2 separate regions of the Sus scrofa genome follow, and region 2 is linked to region 1. A link is a contact called in public HiChIP or PLAC-seq data. All regions are on one chromosome and are shown on one strand. Each heading gives the region's core, a stretch centred on a gene start, on an enhancer-like site or on the middle of the called end of the contact. The rest is flanking DNA. Distances are from core to core; before and after follow the strand shown.

Region 1 (7,038 bases), core at 3,850-6,349:
CTGTTAGTGGGAATTGGGAAAGAAAGTTGAGTTCTCCATCTGTGTGAATACGGTGGACGAGACCAAACATAGAAAAAAAAGAGTCCAACTAAATCTGGGGAGTCAGCCAAACCTGCTACCTTAGAACGAACTCTCAGATTTTGCTAGTTGGCTAACTCTTGCTTGTCAAGTTCTGAACTTCAAGAATGCAGATACTGGAGTTCCCGTCGTGGCGCAGTGGTTAATGAGTCCAACTAGGAACCATGAGGTTGCAGGTTAGGTCCCTGCCCTTGCTCAGTGGGTTAAGGATCCAGCGTTGCCATGAGCAGACGCCACTCAGATCCTGTGTTGCTGTGGCTGTGGTGTAGGCCAATGGCTATAGCTCCGATTCGACCCCTAGCCTGGGAACTTCCATATGCCGTGAGTGCATCCCTAGAAAAGACAAAATAAATAAATAAATAAGAATGCAGACACCATATCTCTTTTGTTTCTTGTTGCAAACCCAGAGCCTTAAAGGACAGACACTTAAATATATTCAGTAAATATCTAGATGAAATATAACTAGATGAAAGACCTCAGCAGCCCTTAAAAATCTTTCCCATGTGTTTCCCTGAGATATCCTCAGGGCCTAGCACAGAGTATGTGTGCAGCAAAGAATCCCTGACTCTTGGAGTTCCCGTCGTGGCGCAGTGGTTAACGAATCCGACTAGGAACCATGAGGTTTCGGGTTCGGTCCCTGCCCTTGCTCAGTGGGTTAACGATCTGGCGTTGCCGTGAGCTGTGGTGTAGGTTGCAGACGCGGCTCGGATCCCGCGTTGCTGTGGCTCTGGCGTAGGCCGGTGGCTACAGCTCCGATTCAACCCCTAGCCTGGAAACCTCCATATGCCGCCGGGAGCGGCCCAAGAAATAGCAACAACAACAACAACAAAAAAAAGACAAAAAAAAAAAAAAAAAAAAAAAAAAAGAATCCCTGACTCTGAGTTCCCATCACGGCACAGCGGTAATGAACCGTATCAGTATTCATGAGGACACAGGTTTGGTTCCTGGCCTCGCTCAGTGGGTTAAGGATCTGGCATTGCCATGAGCTATGGTATAGTGCAGAGACGTGGCTCTAATCCAACATTGCTGTGGCTATGGCGTAGGCTGGTAGCTGCAGGTCCAATGCGACCTCTAGCCTGGGAACTTCCAAATGTGGTGGGTGAAACCCTAAAGAGACCAAAAAAAAAAAAAAAAAAAAAATCCCTGACTGAAGTTTCTGCTGTGGTCAGTGGGTTAAGAATCCAACTGCAGTGGTCTAGGTTGCTGCAGAGGTGAGGGTTTAATCCCTGGCCTGGCACAGTGGTTAAAGGATTTAGCATTGCCGCAGGTCTCAGCTCTGGCTTGGATTCAGTCCCTGGCCTGGGAACTTCCATGTGCCATGAGTGTAGCCATTAAAAAAAGAAGAAGAACCACTGACTGACTCAAACCTTCTTCCATAGTGTAGATAACCTCTTTGCACAATCTTCCAGTGAAATCATTGAACCAAAGAGAATGGAGACAGGTAAGGCCTTGGATGTATAGTACCAAACTCTTCTTCAAAAGAAGTGCAGAGTTCACGCTGGTCAGAGTCTTACAGAATAATAGCAGAGAGCCTAGAACAATTTCTAATGTTTTTGCCAAAACTCCTCCACCTGCCCTTCACAAAGATAAACCAGTTCTGACCCAGCTCACCTTGAGCTCCTCCTTGACCACCTGGCTCTAGCCACCTCACCTGGACCACAGCAAGAGCCTCCAGCCTGAACTTCCTTGCACCTACTTCTGACTCCCTCAAATGCCACTGTCCTTAGCAGCCCGATTGCTCTTTGTAAAGAACAAAATCTGGACATACGCCTCCTGTTTAAAATTTTTCAGTGGCGGAGTTCCCGTCATAGCTCAGTGGAAACGAATCTGGCTAGTATCCATGAGGACGCAGGTTCAAAACCTGGCCTCACCCAGTGGGTTAAGGATCTGACATGGCCATGAGCTGTGGTGTAGGTCAAGGCGTGGATCTGGTATCGTTGTGGTTGTAGTGAAGGCAGGCGGCTACAGCTCAGATTCAACCCTTAGCCTGGGAACTTCCATATGCCGCGGGTGCAGGCCTAAAAAGAAAAAAAAAAAAATTCTTCAGTGGTTATTTTTCTCCCAACCCTCTCTTTTCACTGGGCCAAACGTGGATTAAGCATCTTCCTGACATCTTCATTGACTCTTCCAGTCCATTCTCTCATCTTTCTCCTGAACCTACTCCCCAGTACATACCCAGTTCTAAATCATTCCTGGGTCTGTCTCACTCCAAAACCTGACAGCTGATAACCAACGTGAGTAAACATTCTATGCTCCCATAAATTAAAACATGTTAATAACTCTTCAGGTCTATTTTTACTGGACTACCAGGGGGCAGAGAACTGCCAGAATTCAGATGCCACAGATAGTTCTCTAGACGTACAGGTGCCAGGCATTGGTCGGGCTAGTCACTTTCACATACTGTGGCATTTAACCCTCACCATAACCCTACAAGGCTGATTAAGACCCAGATGCTCACAGGAGAGAAATCTAGAGAAGAAATGGCCACAATGGGAATGAATAGCAGAGAGGCTTTTGATTCAAATCCAAACTCCTAGTCCTGTGTGTTCCACCTTGAAGGTCTGACCATGAGCCCTGGACATTGGAGACAGAATAAAAAGCAGCTGCAGTATCTCCCTTTGACCTTACGGCACTAATGCCAGGCAATTCCTCCAGGGATCTGCTCTGAAGTCCTTCTGCTGCAGCCCAGCTCCTTTTCTTACCTCTGCCCCATCCTCAGACCGGTGCAAAACAATTACTGATGAGATCAACACCAAGCTCCTCCCCTTCTTGTGGCTTCTGTCTGCAGTTGCCACACAGGCCCGAGATAAGGCTCATGGAACACCATGAGGTGTTCTATGACCCTGGGCATTGCCTCTGCCCTGAGTCACTCCTCAGCCCCTGCCCAGAATCAGGGAAGACCAAGCACTTGCTGGGCAGTCTTCTCGGACAAGAAGGGAGAAAAGACAAAAAGCTGAAGGCGGGCAGCTTCTCCCCATCCATCCCTTCCTAGGTGACCCTTTGTGAAGCTTGTTGCCTCCCCTGAGAGCCTCCCAGGATTAGGAAGAGGACCGGGCAGGCTGTAGTTCACGCCCTTGCCCTCCACAGCTCCTGGAGGCTCCCTCTAGACAGACGCCTCAGAGGACTCTCCTTTACTGGCTTTCTGAAGAGGACAAGGACAGCAGCTGCCTCCCTATGGAGCTCATAGCTGTGGGGTCCCCAACACACAGGACAGGCCTAATAAGTGGTTAATGAGTAAATGATTGAAAGGAATGAATGAAAGTGAGAGTAAGTGAATGCGTAAATGCATTAGAGCTCATTAAGTGGATCAGTGAAGGGAAGAGGAAAATCAAAGAATGAATCAGAGAGAATAAACGAATAAACGTTTAAGCGCTTGAAGGGATAAATGGGAGGAAAGAGTAAAAACATGATTAAATGAGTACATGATTGAGCATGTGAAAAAATGAATGCATAAATGTGCGAGTCAATTGAATGAATATCTGAATGATAAGGGGATGGATGGATGGAGATGATGGATGGACGGCTGGATAGATGGATGAATCAGTTAGTGAATGATGAATAAATCCACCACTTCTTAGCGAGGGACTAAGGAGCTAAACCATGGCCTCTGTGAGACCCATAACCAGGCCTGCTGTAGTCCCTGCACTATCCCCAACCATTTACCATGTTTTATATATAGTAAGAATTCTTATAAGTATATGCAAAATGAATAAGCCAATGGATAATTAGATAGCCTCGTCCCTGAAGTGCATGGTACTAAAATCTGCACGTGATGGAGTCCTTCAAATAACAAGGTTCTTCATGTGAAAAGAATTTGACTCTTGAGTTAGATGAGCCTGGCCTTGAGCTCAGCTCTGCCATTTCCTAAGCTGTGTGGTCCATCAAAAGGCACTTAGAAGAGTTGCCGCCATGGTGCAGCAGAAGCAAATCCGACCAGGAACCATGAGGTTGCAGGTTCAATCCCTGGCCTCGCTCAGTAGGTAAAGGATCTGGCGTTGCGGTGAGCTGTGGTGTAGGTCGCAGATGTGGCTCAGATCCGATGTTGCTGTGGCTGTGGTGTAGGCCGGCAGCTACAGTTCCGATTGGACCCCTAGCCTGGGAACCAACACATGCTGGGGATTCAGCCCTAAAAAAGCAAAACAAACAAACAAAAAAGGCACTTAGAACTTCAGTTTCCTCTTCTACAACAAGGAGACAAACACCTACAGGGCTGAACTGGAGATTAGAGAAGAATATGTGTAGAAGCACCCAGAAGACCTGGCATAGAGAAGACACTTGGTAAATGAAAATTTCCTTTCTCTGTCTCCCGAGAGCATCTTCTTCCCTTGGATGGGTAGCATCCAAACCCGCCAACTCCCCTGCCCTTTGAGGCCCTGCCCTCCGTGAGCTCAGCCCTTTTTAAGAGATAGATACAAGTGGAAGGAGGCTAGAAAGTGGAATGATGAGAGAGTTAGGCTAAACTATGTGAAATTGCAACAATTAGTCTGCTTAGGACCTAAAAAGGCCAGCAACTTACCATGTTTCAACTGCAGAACTGCAAATATATGGGAACATGAAGAAAGGAGCCAAGGATTCCTCCCAGGGAAAGTCAAAGACCCCTGGAAAAAACTGGTGAGATTCAGATGCGTTGCTCTGTTAGTTGAGAACGTGGTCAGCCGCTTGGCCCACCCAGAGGCCCTAAGAACAGGGAAATAGCACTAACAGAACTGCCGTGGGATCCAGCTCTACGCATGGGACAAATGATCTTGGGCACACTTCTTCAATAAATTCAATTTCCTTACATGTGAAAGTGACACCAGGAATATGAGCTCTGCCTGGCCAGTGTAAGAATCCTTATGGATTTCTCATGCGAAAGCACCTGGCATCTGGTCGACCTGCCCAGGAAAGTACCATTGCTCTTCCCTTCCCCGAGGGGTCACCCCAACACTTCCCCCGCTCCCAGCCCGAAGCCCCGCTCGTGTTTGTTGACACCACATCCGGGCCTGCATGATGTTGTCACCCTACATTACACCACCACACCTCACCAGTGACATAACCCCCTCTGTCTCCCTCCCCACCCACCCCTGGCTGGCGTAACCCAGGCTCTGCTGACACATCCTCACTGAAATTCAAAACCAGATGCCTGTGTTCGCGTGTGTATTTGCTGGCTAGTTGGTGTGCGTGTGTGTATTTGCTGGCTTGTTGGTGTGCATGTGTGTGTTTGCTGGCTTGTTGGTGTGCGTGTGTGTATTTGCTGGCTCGTTGCAGGCAAAGCCAGGGCCAGTCCCTTTTTCTCATTGCTCTCTCTCTCCTGGCCTCAGAGACCTGAGATGCTGGGAGGGGGCATCCAGGGCAGCAGAGCCAGGCCCAGCCCATCCGGCACGTCCCGCCGGTTCCTGAGGCTGGGTAGCAAGCCCTGTGAGTGCAGTACCCTGATGGCGTGAGGAAATGGGCCTGTCTGTTGAAACCCATGTCTCAGTGATGAGAGCCAAAGGGGCCTGGTCAAGGAGAGAGAGAGAATGCCAGGCAGGGTGCCCAGGTACGTCTCCACTCCCTCACCTACTCAAAACTAGTCTTTTCCTTTTTCGCTTTTTATCACTGCCTCTGCGGGATATGGAGGTTCCCAGGCGAGGGGTCGAATTAGAGCTACAGCTGCCAGCCTACACCTCAACCACAGGAACACCAGATCTAAGCAGTGTCTGCAAACTACACCGCAGCTCACGGCAATGCCAGATCCTTAACCCACTGAGCGAGGCCAGGGATCGAACCCATAACCTCATGGTTCCTAGTCAGATTCGTTTCCGCTGTGCCACACCAGGAACTCCTCAAAACTATTCTTTGAGTGCTTACTGTGCATGAGGGTCATTACTTAGAGTCACTGTCATGAGTTGGGCCAGATCAGAGGTTCCAGCCTCACAGAGCTGTACATTCAAGTGACGATAGTCAAGTAAACCCACAACAAAACAAGGCAAGAGAGCTTCAGGTCATGAAAAGCACTTTGCAGAAAACAGATGGGCTGGTGCAATCGATCAATCATAACTGAGGCAGGGGAGGGTGCTGAGAAAGGGGGGTGATTAGGGAAGACTTCTCCAAGGAGGTGACAATGAGCAGACACCCGGAAGATGAGAAGGAGTCAGTCATGCAGCAAGGAGCTGGGGAACCGGTGTGGAATGATCTGGGAGAGGGTGTCAGAAATGCAAAGGCCGTCAAATGGGGGGAAGGCTGGCCTGCTCAAAGACGGGGAAGGGACAGAGCAGCCAGAGTGTGTACGGTGAGGAGGAGGGCAGGTCTGAGAAGCATCCAGACGCCAGATCACAATGGGGCCAGGCCAGGGCTTGGGACTGTATTTGAAGGGAGATTTTAAACACCCTGGACGACTCTCCCCAAATGTCTGGAGGACAAGGGTGACCAACGTGACTCCCACTCATAGGCGCTTAAATAGAATGCAGGGAACCTCAGAATCCATCAAGATCAGTGCCCTTCCACCCTGTTGATGGGGGAACAGCCCTGAGATGGGAAGAGGTGTGGTGACGGCAGAGCAGAACCTTGAACAGGGGACACTGGACATGAAAGTGGACCTCACATGTTTAGCAGTCACCATGTGTGATGTCCCCTTACTCATCAGCCCCATTCTTTTGCAGACAAGAAAAGGAACTCCTGGAGTTCCCATCGTGGCACAGTGGTTAACGAATCCAACTAGGAACCATGAGGTTGCGGGTTCGATCCCTGGCCTTGCTCAGTGGGTTAAGGATCCGGCGTTGTTGTGAGCTGTGGTGTAGATCCCGCGTTGCTGTGGCTGTGGTGTAGGCCGGCGGCTACAGCTCGGATTCAACCCCTAGCCTGGGAACCTCCATATGCCGCGAGAGCGGCCCAAGAAATGGCAAAAAGACAAAAAAAAGAAAAAAGAAAAGGAACTCCTTCGGTCAACCAGGTTCTCCTGATGCCAGAGCCCACTGCCTTTCCACTAGGCTGTCTAAGATT
Region 2 (7,402 bases), core at 2,086-4,585, 330 kb after region 1:
ATAATGCATGGTCTTTTCAGAGGTCTGGCCCTTCCTGATCTTCTGCATAGGAACATCCTGTCCCCTGGATGCCGCAGCATCTCTACCACTAACTGCCAGATCTGCTGGATCCATCTCTTGGCCTCTTCTGGAAGGTGTAGGAACTCAGACTACAGAAGCCTTTTCCCCAGTGGGTTGTGTAGAGTTACCAGTCCTGTCCTCAAAGAGGTTTGTAAATAAGTTTAGGAAATTACTAAGTATCCCTCCTTTGGAGAATCACAAGGCATAAAAGCATATTAAAGGCTTTGGAGTCTTTAAGGAAATTCTTTTAATCAAGCATTCCCCAAACTTATTTGACCACAAAATCCTTTTTTTTTTCCTATTATACTTACTCACATCCTGATGAATTAGTATTATGGAGCAAACTTGTGAAAATGCTGCATGAGAGGCACATTAAGGCCCAGTAGAGTGTAAACGTTTTAGAATTCTGAATAAAATCCAACACTTAATACCTGCAAAATAGCAAGACGGATTTCTATAAACTACCCATGATACTCAGCCTTAATATAGCACAGACCAGAATGTTCTACAGCTACCTTAGTGGGTAACCTAAGAGATTCAGATCTGATGCTTCCCTATAGAGGTAACTTAATTAGCGAAATATTATATCCAGAACTAACACTCTGTGTATTAGAAAAAATACTACCAAACACAACCTTAAGTTGGGAATAACTGCAGAGGGAGTTCTAAAGCAATGGAGTAGGAATTTGTTACCAGTAATCACAGAAAGAGACACATTCTGTGGCCAAGAAGCTGAAGAACGAATACCTATGTCAGCTTTTTTTCCCTGGCTAATTTCCACATCTGGGCAGTATTCCTATAGATGAGAAGGCTTATATATGGAGCATTTGTTAACTCTGACAAGAAAGGTATTAAGCGACCACACCTCAGGCTGGAGGGCCAAGTGCTGGAAGCAGGGAGTGGAAAAGAGGGGATTCTGCAGTTTTTTCCCACCTGTTTCCAAGAGATTTTTCACTAATTCCACTGTCACCTCTCACCTTCTTGCTAGTCCACTGACAATACTAATTTCTCTCATGCTCAGGAATCTTCTATCCTCCAGTGTAATGATCCCAAACGAATTTCCCCTCCTTCCTCTTTTGCCGATGACGCATAATGTGCGATGTACTCTTACATTTGGTCAGCAGATGATCATAGCCAATAAATCACAGCCTCTGCCCTGGAACTTTCTGCAGCTACTAGAGATTATTAGCTTTCTAAGTGAGACGTACTCCCCAACCCCGGCCTAACTAAGACAGTAACTCCCAACTTAACCCCATGAGATTTAAAGTAATAGATAGTGAGCTAACTTTAAAATAAGATTTACTAAAGGCAAAGCTTACCAGCTGATGAAGGGTGAAGGGTGAGGAAGCACAGGGAAGTGAGAGCCAAAAACATTCTAAACTAGGTGCATAACGTCAAGGCCCAGGTAAGCTATACCTTTGACCCACTTCATTCTTTTATTCTATCTAAGACTGTGTGAGTTTCAAACAAGTTACATGAGACATATTTCCACTCTTCTAACTCTCAACATACTAGTTTTAAAAGGCAGATTAAATGTTCAGGTTAGCTTATCAGGTGAGAACCACAGTTCCCAGGGTGTATCTGTGAAGAGATTTATAAGAAACGATACAAGTGAACTTATCTAGCAACTAATTGCTCCTATTAGGTTAATAAGGAAAATATCCTCCCTCCCTAGGCTTTTTGTAGGAGTTGTTATAAAACACTGACTTCAAAAACCACAAACAACTATGTGGCAGCAATCTGATTTAAATGCTTTCAAATCTTAGATAATCTGTAAGATGCTTGCAGCACAAAAGAAAATAGTAGAAGTGGAGAAAATACAAATGCTCTGGATTTTCCAATAAGGTAACATGGTGAAGCAGCACATACTAAAAGAACAATATACAGGTAAAATCTGACAATTCTTCTAAGATTTAAAGTTTGCTATAGTGAAACTGGACAATTAAGTATAATGAGAAATAAATGCCAAAGTATAATGTGAATCTTAAGCTTTACTTTTGCTAAACTCTAAGACAAGACTGCTCATTGAGAAGCAAAGAAAGTGTATATCTTACCACTGACCGTTAATAATAACATCTGTAACTAATCTGATCTGTTAGGCTATCTGTCATTTGGCTTTGGGGAGCTCACGCTTTTTCACTATGAGAATTAAGGTTATATAAAAGTTGCGAGGACCACCCCCACAACAGTGGTTGGACTCTTTTATCATCTCTTATTTGAAAAAAACATGTATTTGAGAATAGATTTGAGGATTCACTGAACTAAGCTGGTGCCCACCTTCTGGAACCTGAAGACCACAAGACAGGACTTCAGGTTTAGTTCAAAACCATTACATAAACCCAGAACCAGAAATACGCAGTGCACAGTATTACCACTGTTTGTTCAATACATGATAAAGAGTCTGACTTCAAGAGGGATATCGCCTTTGTCAGTGAAATGGCTTGAGAGGCAGAATACCAGTAATGAAATGACTCTTAAATCAACTATCACCATAACCTGCTTTACTAATAAGCACAGCTCCTGGCAAGCCGTAGGCGCTCCCATCTGTGAATGAATGAATCCTTGACCAACCTTAGGTAGGCTACTCAACTACTCTCCATACTTTACGCTTTCTGTACATAAAAGGAGACCTTCTCTGGCTGAATTTTCTCAAATTCAGACTTAGTTGTGGTCAAGGCACTCTGAAACTCTGACATCAAGAAAATTTTTTAAAAGATGCTTTCAACATGTAAGAGTGACTCAAGACAGAGAAGTTACATATCACGATCCCCATATGGAGGCTCATTTGACTTTCATCTTAGATTAAATATCACCTCATGAGGAAGGAGTCCCCCAGCCACCAATCATCCCCCCACAGATATTATGCCCCCTGAGTTATTCCCTGTCCTTGAATACTTCACTCTGCCTTTGTGGTACACAGCACGACAATCACTAAGTAACATCTGTATTGCCCTTACTTAAATGTTGGACTCCCTCTCCAGACTTCAGACATTCTGAAGGGGGGGGGTCATGTGGGCTTTGCTGCTGACCTCCTATTTCTTGCACCTAGAAGTACCTGGTGCATAGGTGTTTAGAAAATATTTATTCAGTGAGTGTTTGAGAACAAAAAAGCCAGCCAGCAGTGCTCCTTCAAAATACTCAAATAATAAAAGCTTAGAAATCACGGAAGGGAACATTAGGTCATCAAAAGCGCAGGTTCGGGACATCGCGCTGTTCTCCACAGGGAACTGAGAAAAGTTTTCCCCAGCACTAACAGCGATAAAAGAAGTAAGTGCATCATAGCCTATCTGTGTGCCATTTCACAGCTTTCAAAACACTTTCATCACATGTGTGGTCTCATGACTGAAAAGTCTCCAAAGAGTTCATACAGAATTCTTTGCAGTTCAACACTACAAACAAGAATTGTGCCAGGTATATAACCCATTTATCCTGAAAGTTTTTATAAATGACTTACAGGCTGTCTGGGAATTTTTTTTTTTTTTTTTTTTTTAAGTGCTCACTGCATAGTATTTCCTCTACAAAATAGCTGGGACAAAGTCCTATTAAAAAAAAGTTTTGGAGCACTAAAACAAACACTGATCCCAAATAAAATCTTCAGGTATTGTAAAATACAGTAGCTTTATTTTCTCAAAGGACAAAGAATGGCAATCCGAGAGCTTCCACTGAATGCCAAAGGGACTTTGCAGGGATGGTTGGTAAACTGAGCCACACCTCTAGGGTTCCAAAGTGAATTTCTAAAACCTTCTCAGAGGTGTGTAACCTTCAGGATTCTGTGAAGGTGAGAGCGGGAGAGAGACCTTTATTTAAATAATAAACTTCAATGCTTTTTGATGATGAAAAAATTTTTTTTCCAACTTTCTATGACTATATGAAAATTCATCAACAAAAAGACCTCAAGGTGGATGAAAATCTTGGCAAATGATACAGTAACGGAAGTACTGTAGCTCTAAAAACGTCTGGCAGGGCAGAAGTTAAAAGGGACTCATATAGGTTCCTATCATCTGTATTCGGTCTTAATAATCAGACTTAAAACAGTCGCTTTGTCTTAGAGATCATAAATACCATATACTGTAACTTTACTAGCTTATAGCTAATCCTCTATGATACTTGAATTCCAGAGGAGGACAGTTCAAAGCCAATAAAAGTTTTATTTCAAAGCCCTAAAATAAAGCGAGCAAAGTACTTGTTTTTAAGAAAGATCCTGTTCCACCTTCCTAAGGAGTTTTGTTTAGAAGTCTGGGTTTGCAATAACATATTATCTTTATCTCCACCAAATTTTATGAACATCAAAGTGTTTGATACATACTATCTAATCTGAGTGACATAATAATCTTGTGAAACAGGCAGGCCAAGAATTTTATAGGTGAGGAAAGTGAGGTTCTAAGAGGTTAAGTTTCTTGACCCAGGATCATAACTTAGAAAATGGAAGCACAGGGGTTGGAAGAGTTTCTGATCTCTAGGCCATTGCTATTTTTAAAGAGTTGTACAGGAGTTCCTGTCGTGCTGCAGTGGAAACGAATCTGACTGGGATCGATGAGGATGCAGCTTCCATCTCTGGCCTCACTCAGTGGGTTAAGGACCCGACGTTGCCATGAGCTGTGGTGTAGTTCGTAGACGTGGCTCGGATCCAGCGTTGCTGTGAGCTGTGATGTAGGTCGGCAGCCACAGCTCCAATTTGACCCCTAGCCTGGGAACCTCCATAAGCTGCAGGGGTGGCCCTAAAAAGACAGAAAACAAAAAACAAAAAACTTTCCTGTTTAGTAGGCTTCGGCTAATGGGATGAGGCCTCAGGATGAAAGAAATGCTGTTAGCTATTCAATGTGGATGAGGGTTGCTTTTACTTTTTCCTTCTTTTCTTTTTTATGAGTCACTCAGTTTTCTGAAGAAGGAAAAATTCATTTTTTTTATGTACAAATACCTTAAGTATCTGTGAATCCTAGAGTTTAATAGAAAAAAAAAAATCCACATTGAGTTAACTTCCAAAATCTGTTTTCTTATCTATAATATACACTTGCTGTTACATTTGCAAAACCTCAAGGTTAAAGATACAAAGGCCTATCAAATAACCTCCACAGAATATAAGGGTCAAAGCAGGATTGATCTAGATAATAAGCCAACTCTGATCTTAGGGAAAAAACACACTTTATTCTATAAAGTCAGCCTTGTTCTTTTAAGTCAGTGGATTTCAACCCTGGATACACATTAGGATGAGTTTTGAAAAAACACTAGTGCTCCAATCCTGCTCCAAACCATTGAAATCAGAATCTCTTCAGTGTAGAGACTGTCCTAGGAGTCAGCTGAAGTTAAAAACCTTTGGTCTACGTGTTTTGCTATCCAGTTTCAAAGACTCCAACACGATGTCATTTTCATATTTTCCTACGGAAGAAATATTCACAGTACCAAGACTAACAGTCACAATGGCTAGAAATACCAGAATTTTATAAGTTGAATGAGTTTATTACTTGGATAGAAACAGACATTCTTAAGTTAGCCACAAATGCTACACTTAATAAATATTAACCATTAAAAAAAAAAAAAAGAATTTTAAAGAGAAAAAAAAAAAAAAAACAGGAAAAAAATGCATATAACCATGAACATATAACCATGCAATACTCATTTAAGTATGGCTTAGGTATTAAACCATATTAAAAAACTTATCATCCCCTGAGTAGTAGCCAAGCTTGTAAAATATTTGATTTTTGGAATTTTCCTATAGATATAAGTAAGAAAAGGCAAATAAAGAAACCAGAAGTACAAGACTTCTAATTACACAGGTACATGAAATCAGTTCAAAGGGGAGTTTCCACTGCTCAGAGGACAAAGCACTTCTCAGAAACATTACTGCAATCATATTGCTCATTTCTTACTCAACCCGGTACTGCTGAAAAGGATGTTGCTATGTTCCCACCTTAACTGCCTATGTGTTGTTCCTGTGACAGCCGGAGCCAACAAAGATAACTTTGGCTTCTGGAAAGACCAAAATGCCAAGCTTCTTTATTTTTAAACATGCTCTAAAACTCTTCCCTATTATCTGGTTCTATGAATTTTGCAATAGCTGTATATTAGTTAAAGCTGGAGAATGAGTAACTAAACCTGGTCTAAATTGTATGCTTAAGCAAATACAACAATAAAAACAAGTTCTACGCAATTGCTGGGCATTTTATTTTAAAAACCACTCACATGTGAAGGAAGCTTAGACTAAAAAATGTGAACCAAAAAAAAAAAAAAAAAAAAAGCAAGGAAATCTAAAATAGATGTAATACCTTAATTAAACCCAGGTGGCCAATCTGGGAAAATATTTAAGATTCCTATCCTAGGAACTTCCTGATTAAGAAGATATTAATAGCTACTATGGTAAGGATAAGAAAATATTAAAGGTTAGAGAAGAATTTTGGTTTTGTGTTTCTATTTCTAAGTCAGCTGTAACCAAATATAACCGAGTGAGATAAACTTACATGGTTTATTGTAGATTGAACAGCCTTTAAATAATGGTTTAGTTCCCGATCCATGATTGCAAATTCAACCATCGCCTTATCCATACTGTACTCACTACTCACTTCAGCTGGAAAAAAAAAAAAATATTATTTCTCATTTAAAATGCCGCATCTGGAAACAGCTGTACAATGTAAGTTATCAGTCAATGGTCTCTCTAAATGATTAAATGATTTTGTAAAGGTATTACATATTTTCAACATATGCCTGCCTCATTCAAAGTTTGAAGAACACACCCAGTAGAAAAAAGCTCAAAGGCAGGAAGGGAGAGGAAACTCTGGAGTTCCAGGCTGTGCCACTTACCTGGTTAACTTTAACCAACACTACGCTTTTCTCAGCCTCAGTTCCCCTCATCCATTAAAGCTGCCCAGTTATATCTCTGCACATGAAACTCATAAGGTTGTCAAAGATCAAATAAGGAAAAGGAGTTCCCTTCGTGGCTCAGTGGTTAACGAACCTGACTAGAATCCATGAGGATGCGGGTTCGATCCCTGGCCTTGCTCAGTGGGTTAAGGATCCGGCGTTGCCATGAGCTATGGTGTAGGTCGCAGATGCGGCTCAAATCCCGAGTTGCTATGGCTGTGGTATAGGCCGGCGGCTGCAGCTCCAATTCGACCCTTAGCCTGGGAACCTCCATGTGTCGCAAGTGCAGCCCTAAAATAGCAAAAAAAAAAAAAAAAAAAAATCAAATAAGGAAGACAGCCACTTCTAGTAATGGTAAGTTGGATTGGACCAAGCCTCCTAATGAAGAAAACTAAAATGGATAAAACAGGAAGAAAAAAAAAAAAACTCCCTATAAACAAGATAGTAAACAAGATAGTAAGAACCAACTAGGGCAAAATCTAGGGAA

The links. HiChIP or PLAC-seq counts read pairs in DNA pulled down with a chosen protein or histone mark.
Region 2: a contact with region 1 is called in an H3K27ac HiChIP or PLAC-seq map of alveolar macrophages. The contact joins two enhancer-like sites. A contact is called at or near these places in 2 of 2 datasets of contacts at active chromatin or transcription factors (alveolar macrophages and skeletal muscle).

The regions. Positions count from the first base shown.
Region 1 is chr4:14,206,367-14,213,404 of Sscrofa11.1, forward strand. No RefSeq gene overlaps it. Among named protein-coding and RNA genes, the nearest start is that of TRIB1, 88 kb to the right of the region's middle. Within about 2 kb of position 5,100, at least 7 of the 83 cell types and tissues checked have an H3K27ac peak or open chromatin away from gene starts, as enhancers often do. A contact at or near this core is called in alveolar macrophages, where this site is marked.
Region 2 is chr4:14,541,121-14,548,522 of Sscrofa11.1, forward strand. NSMCE2 (E3 SUMO-protein ligase NSE2) reads right to left here. Exons shown (of 7, transcript XM_021088938.1): 3 at 6,516-6,622. Among named protein-coding and RNA genes, the nearest start is that of WASHC5, 53 kb to the right of the region's middle. Within about 2 kb of position 3,336, at least 5 of the 83 cell types and tissues checked have an H3K27ac peak or open chromatin away from gene starts, as enhancers often do. A contact at or near this core is called in alveolar macrophages, where this site is marked.